Linked DNA regions of Bombyx mori: region 2 is linked to region 1. The links are chromatin contacts, called in public Hi-C maps. All regions are on one chromosome and are shown on one strand. The core of a region is the stretch at or near the end of the contact, and the rest is flanking DNA. Distances in the headings are between cores, read along the strand shown.

What was found. Hi-C and Micro-C count contacts between places; a contact is called where the count stands out from the background.
Region 2: a contact with region 1 is called in a Hi-C map of middle silk gland, with 2.2 times the contacts expected there. The contact joins the promoter of LOC101737318 here to the enhancer-like site in region 1. A contact is called at or near these places in 3 of 7 Hi-C or Micro-C datasets (middle silk gland and whole pupa).

What each region holds. Positions count from the first base shown.
Region 1 is chr8:8,616,113-8,619,345 of ASM3026992v2, reverse strand. LOC101737318 (transducin beta-like protein 2) reads left to right here. Exons shown (of 6, transcript XM_004932074.5): 6 at 1,700-3,233. The coding sequence ends at 1,914. Among protein-coding and RNA genes, the nearest start is that of Mir2807a-3, 21 kb to the left of the region's middle. Within about 2 kb of position 1,740, at least 4 of the 8 cell types and tissues checked have open chromatin away from gene starts, as enhancers often do.
Region 2 is chr8:8,693,195-8,696,427 of ASM3026992v2, reverse strand. It overlaps LOC101737318 (transducin beta-like protein 2), which reads left to right and starts at 1,693. Exons shown (of 6, transcript XM_004932074.5): 1 at 1,693-2,046. The coding sequence starts at 1,896.

The DNA of each region.
Region 1 (3,233 bases), core at 491-2,990:
ATAGAATTAGACTGGTTTTTTGGTTACGATTTCGATAACGGTTTCTTTCGGGATTTCTGTTGAGCAAAATCTTCTATTATAGGCATAGTATATGTCTTGTAAATAACCTTCTGATTACTAATTTGTGAAAAAAGTGTAATGTGCCCGACAAACATGTTTTGAGAATAAACGTGTGAGAGAAATTGTCGGTCTTTCGGGGCCCCCTGAGAATGGGGGCCCTGGGCACGGGCCCCGTGTGCCCTTATGGTAAAGACGGTATTGGTTGCGGGGGCGTTAATGATGAGAATCTTTGTGGGGGTGAGAAATAATAATGTTAATATTAAATGCCCAACGAAGCGGACGGATACAGCTAGTTTGTTATAAATGCCAGTGAATGTAGCCAGCGTAACAATGTTTGTCATTGGGGTTGGGCAGAGGAGAAAACTAGGTGTTCTGCGGTTACTAGAGTATATAAATATTAGGTCAATGATGTTGCCACTTGGAGAGATTAAGTCGAAGTATCAGTAGTAAAGTATAACGCATGCTCCAACCATGACGCATGACTGATTTCCAGCAGAAATAAGTAGAATATTTGTATGTAAACTAACTTCATTCTTTTTGGGTTTTTTTTCCTACCTATTCTTGTAACCTCGAGGGTTTATACTAGATTCACCGAACCAATAGGTGAGCTCAAAGTTTCAAAGACCAGAGGTTAAGTTTCGGTAGGAAAGAATTTTTGCATCCACTAGTTGCTTTAATTATATATGTTACATTGAAATTAAGACCTAACTTAACAGACCAAAATTGTTTTCCATCAATACCGAGGTAGTATTTATTATAACGAACAGTTTTGAGCTCCACAATCTGTCTTTAAAAAGTGTATAAAACATTCGCAGACGAATTTAAGTGAAATCGTTTTTGGAACGAAGTTCCTTACGGCAGGCTTGAAGGGGATAGGGATTTTGCTGCGCGACCGAACTGAAAAAAATGTGATAGTAAAACCGTAAGAAAAAATCCGTGGAAAAAAGTGCGTGGAATGAAACCGTTAAATGAGACGTGCGCAGGCGCGACAGTCGCATACACAAGCGAGTAGTGTATAATACCTTTCTCTTTCTCCCTCTTTCTTTTCGTTCTCTCATCCATTCTCTTTCTATTTTACGTAATTTATTATTTCCTAAAATACTGAATTTCCTAAATACTTTCCTGTACTTAAGTAAATAAAAACTAATCAGCAAAATTTAAGAGAAAAATCAAGAAAACCTACATAAAATTGAGCACGATTTTTTTTTTGCAAATTGTGTCGATTCTACATTAGCCGAAGGAACCTCGTTCCTACCTGGTGTCCCACGACACCACATCTTTCATTTTTTAATTTAGAAAACTGTATTGTTATCGCTCTCGTCCTATGTATTTTCTTTAATAATATGTTGTTAATAGTACACCGCAACATACCTGTTGTATCTTTATCTGTCCAGAATGTCGGGTAATTAAACGGTTGTCTGGAAGAGATCGCTTTTAGCGATAAGACCGCCTATTGTACAAATGTATTATCTGCTTGTCGACTGTTTTCTGATGTTAAATTTATTGTGTTTTGGTGTGCAATAAAGTATGCTCTCTATCTCTCTCTCTCTCTCTCTCGTCCAATTTCAATACAAAACGATCATCTAATCTCTATCCTATTTAAGCTTACTCGTAAAGAACGTCCCCGTTGTTATTACAGGTCTAGTTAACTACATGAAGTTTGACGCAAGCGGCCAGTATTTGTTCGTATGCGGCGACCGAGTCGTGAGGGTGCTCCACAACGTTTGCGGATACTTCACGACCATTGAGAGTTGCAAAAGACTTCTCAAAAGTAAACAGACCTCCGCGACTGTGGAACGTCTTCATAAAACAATACAAGATTGCAAGCAGACCTTAAAGAAATTCGGTAAGTAAGGGTAAAGAGATATCTCTAATTTTGCACTAATTAGTATTTTTTTATATCGTATTTCCTAGGCCGTATCGTAATTTATCTACGGACTGATTATATGTGTAATAACAATTTTACAATCGTAACAATTGTAAGTAATTAGAACGGTGATAGTATTTTCCCAATGTTTATATTTGTAGGTAGTTTTTATTATTATGTTATTATATCTCGAGACGATAACGAAATAATCACAAAATTGCATTTATATAATATAACGTAGGTAATTAGTTTTGTCATAATTTTATTTTGTTAAGTATGAACTTACAGTTTAAACCAATTAACAATAATTTGCAGACATTATGTAAACATTTCGTTTATATAACTTTATTTACTTGACAATTCGATGTAAAATTTAAAACATTCGTTTTCACTTTGTTCGACATGTCATTAGCAGTTTCTTATTGTGAGCGTGTGTAGATGCCCTTTCAAAGGTGTTCGAATTTGAAAATATTATTTTTCAATTTTGTAATAATACGGTACATTTAATTTTAGGTAAGTATTGCGAACGGTTTTTAGGAACGATCTCTTGATGAAAAAAAATATGTTTGTGGTTATTGCATTTGTATTTTGTAAAATGTAGAGAAGTCTTAATACAATATTATTGTAATATTTTCATTGCTCAATAAGTAATAATAATAGTAATCTCAAAAAAATTATGATATCTTTCTAATTCAGTCATTATAGATTCATATATTAGTGGTAAATAAAAGTATCCGTTTGAAATGGTAATCTAATTTTGACAACTGTTATGTATTTTGATGTATTTGAGTCAGATTTCTTGGTCAAGTGTCACTAAGAAATCAAATCCTGTTTCCTATAGAAATATGCATAAGTCTTATTCCACTAAGTGGTAGATGGTAAGTAGTGTGTTCTTATTAATATTCGATTTGGTTTACGACCGGAGCATGACTTGGACCTTAGGAATAATGAACCTTTTTATTACTGAGGCAGATGGACGAGCTCACGGCCCACCTGATGTTAAATGGTCACCGGAGCCCATAAACATCAATCACGTCTATAACGCCGCCTACCTTGAGAATCAGTTCTAAGCCCAAGTTTTTACAGTACAACGGCTGCCCCACCCTTCAAACCGAAACGCATTACTGCTTCATGGCAGAAATAGGACTCTTTTTTTTTTGACTCACATGACGCCCTGTCGCTAGTTAACTTGGGTTAGAAAGTCAGAACAGGAATTAGTGGGAGGGTTATGTTAGAAGATAAGATACCGCGGAAAGACGATATAAAAAATAGTAATAACTGAAGACATGAGTAAATGAAGGAGATA
Region 2 (3,233 bases), core at 444-2,943, 77 kb before region 1:
AATAATGTTTTTCTTTCACAAAATTTCAACAAAATTCTTTCTTTTAAAAAAACTTATTTTTGGGATTGATAATCATGAAATAGTTTTATTTATTTACCATTGAAATCCCTTTTTCTAAAACGTATCCCCTATGTAACACCCATTTATTTGTCTGGCTTGCAATTGATCTGTTTAGTTTTGGTTATTGTTTTGGATAATAAATTTTGAGTACCTATTGGTCGCCCTGTACACACTTGGCGACGCACCGTAGAGAGTGAGATGAGGACTGCCAACGTGACCTGGAGTGATGTCAAGGAGCAAGCGCAAGACAGGGTAAAGTGGAGACAACTTGCGAGGGCCCTATCTACCAGCGGGGTACCCTAGGACTACAACAACAACAACAACCTATTAATAGTTACTCAACTTTTTTGCACAAGAGCTGTAAAACACTATCTCCATAGTATAATTTTTAGTTGATATTTAGATTATTTTGTAGTATATAGTTTCAAAGTGAAGTTATAAGTATAAAATGAGGCAAACATAACAAATTATTCAAGCATGTCTTTCTTTTGTTTGTTCGCTAATGTTAAATTTTGAAATATGTATAAAACAAGCAAGCCTTTCAAATAACCATATTCTAGTTTTCTACAGAGTCAAGATATTGATACCTGCCACCCCGACGAGACGACATTTTAATTTACAATAAAACTTAAAATTTGGTACTTCATTCTACATTGTTGAAAAATTGAGTTTATAAGTATTATTATTATTCAACAGATTTCAATCTCATTAAGTGTATTTCATGACACTTGTCAGATTTTAGTTAAACAAACTCATTGCTTTTAGCAATGTACTTACATACTCCACTGATTAAATACTATTTTTCTTTTAAATAGATAACATACTCTTTTTATGACTGAAAATGTTTTTTAGACTCAATCCATAAAGCCATAGTTAAAAGGTACCTAGCCAACTTTTGAGTTTGGTCAATAATAACAGTATGCAACATAACATAATGTTACTTGGAGCCATATTCTTTTAACAGGAGCTTACTATTGCCTTCGTAAATTTCCTGCCTGTCTACAACTCTTATACACTCGTGTATATAACTTAAAATAACTATCCGTGAGACCACTTGAGAAAGAAACACTATGGAAAATTAAATCTAATCTGCTAGCGTGTGCCAAAAATGATTTCTAGAAACACATAATGGGTGACCACAATGCATTAGGGTAGGTGTTCACAGTTACATGTACACTCTCTACCTAGATTTCTGCAATTTTTTAGATTTAGCAATTTAGCTTATTTCATTTCTAAATGTTTTTGTTCACCAATGTGATAGTATGAAATGCACTATTGAATAACTTATTTTAATTTTAAGCATTTCGGCAAACGCCTATTTGCTCTACGATATTACTGATGCTGAAGTTGTACAAAACTACAAAATAACAAAAGTCTGAAATCAAAATACATTATTACGTTTGATAATGACTATAACAGTGAATCAAATCCGGACCAGTATTATAATACTCAAATACATTAATCTTTAGTTTCGTAATTTGATCTATGCCTATGCTCCATGTTTGGCTTTTTGAATTGCTAATTAAGAAGCTGGCTGATTTAAGAAGCTTGAGATTTTAAAACTTATTTGGCTTAAAAGCACAAATACCAGGTCTTGTAGAAAACGACAAAAACAAAGCTTGACAGTTTGACAGTGACAGATAAGTACCGGCACGTGTTCCCGCGCCGCATCGTGGTTGACTAATTGAATATATTCACTTCATTCAATCAATTCTGTTCAGTCAGTCATATAAGTATCTGTGGTTAGTTATTGTTTGTGTGACCGCGTGATTATAATTTATCGTAAATCTTAATTTGTGCACTATTCTTAGTTTCCGCGAAAGAATTTAGTCAGAATGGGAGAGATTGAAAGCGGTCAAAACATTCACGTGTTCCTCTTGTCGGCAACTGCAGTTTTAGTCTGCGTTTTGTTGCATTTCATTTACAAAATTATATTCCGCAACAAAAACCAAGCGGTGGAGGAACGTGAGAGAGAGAACAATTCTGGTAAGGGTTAGAATTAAATTTTAGAAGCTTCTAAATTTTTTTAAATAGTTCTTAATTATTTTAAAAACAACACCAGAAAATTCGCCGAATTTTTTTAGCAGATTCAAATAAGTTGAAGGTATGTACGTAAAAGCATAACTATTTACCGGCAACGGACACAGTAGGTACCTAGTATGTATCTCATGCGGTTTTTGTGCTATGCGAGCGGATGCTATAACTGTACTTGAAAAGTTGACTTGAGAATGTACCTGACATACATAGAATTTACGTCCTCAACAACTGTACTCTGTAAGTCATTGAACTAAAGATCTCATATAATTAATTATAGAAAAAAATATGTGTTAATGATCCCATTATTTTACATATAAAGCTTAAAGAAAATGTCGTCGATAATTTTCTTTAAAGAAAACCTAAAGTATAAGAAAAGTACGAATTTTGACTATATAATGCAATTTCATGTTCAATTTATTGATTACATTTTACAAAAATATATAAAATAAAATATGTACTAGCATCTTATTGTTCTCTATTGTTAAGTATCACAAAGCCATTTCTTCTGTAATAGAACTGAAGAAGTACATTGTAGCTTGGAAAGAAAAATAATTATTAAATTAAATAGTACAGTTAGTACAGGGCTTCTGAATATATATATATTTATGTAAATTGAAATGAATAAGTAACACATAAAGGCCTAATAACAGAAACTTATGGTTAGGACAATAACATATCGTCACCATCTGTGCAAATATTGTTTTCCAAGACAAGGCAGACTATGACTATGCCAGATGGAGGAATCAAATATGAACATTTATATTGTACACAGATATGTCTAAATCTAATTTTTGTTACAAAAGGTAACATTTATGTATTCTTAGATAAATATAATATGTAATGTAAAAAAATTAAAAATACAAACTTTCACTGCATAATCATAATTAAATAAATATGATTTAAAAGATGAATTAAAGTATTAAAAAATAATACTTAATTGATTTTGGAAATGATCTGCCGGTTGTTGTTTTGTTAGTCATAACAAGTTATAAAGTTGCTCATGCAGTGCAACCGAGCTCAAGTCACTTTCTCTGCTGAGATAAACTGAACACTTACATAACAGCACTGCTTTCAAGACACTCGATTTGTAACTTTTAAAAATAATTTTATGCTGTGTTCATATCTGCTTATTTGTT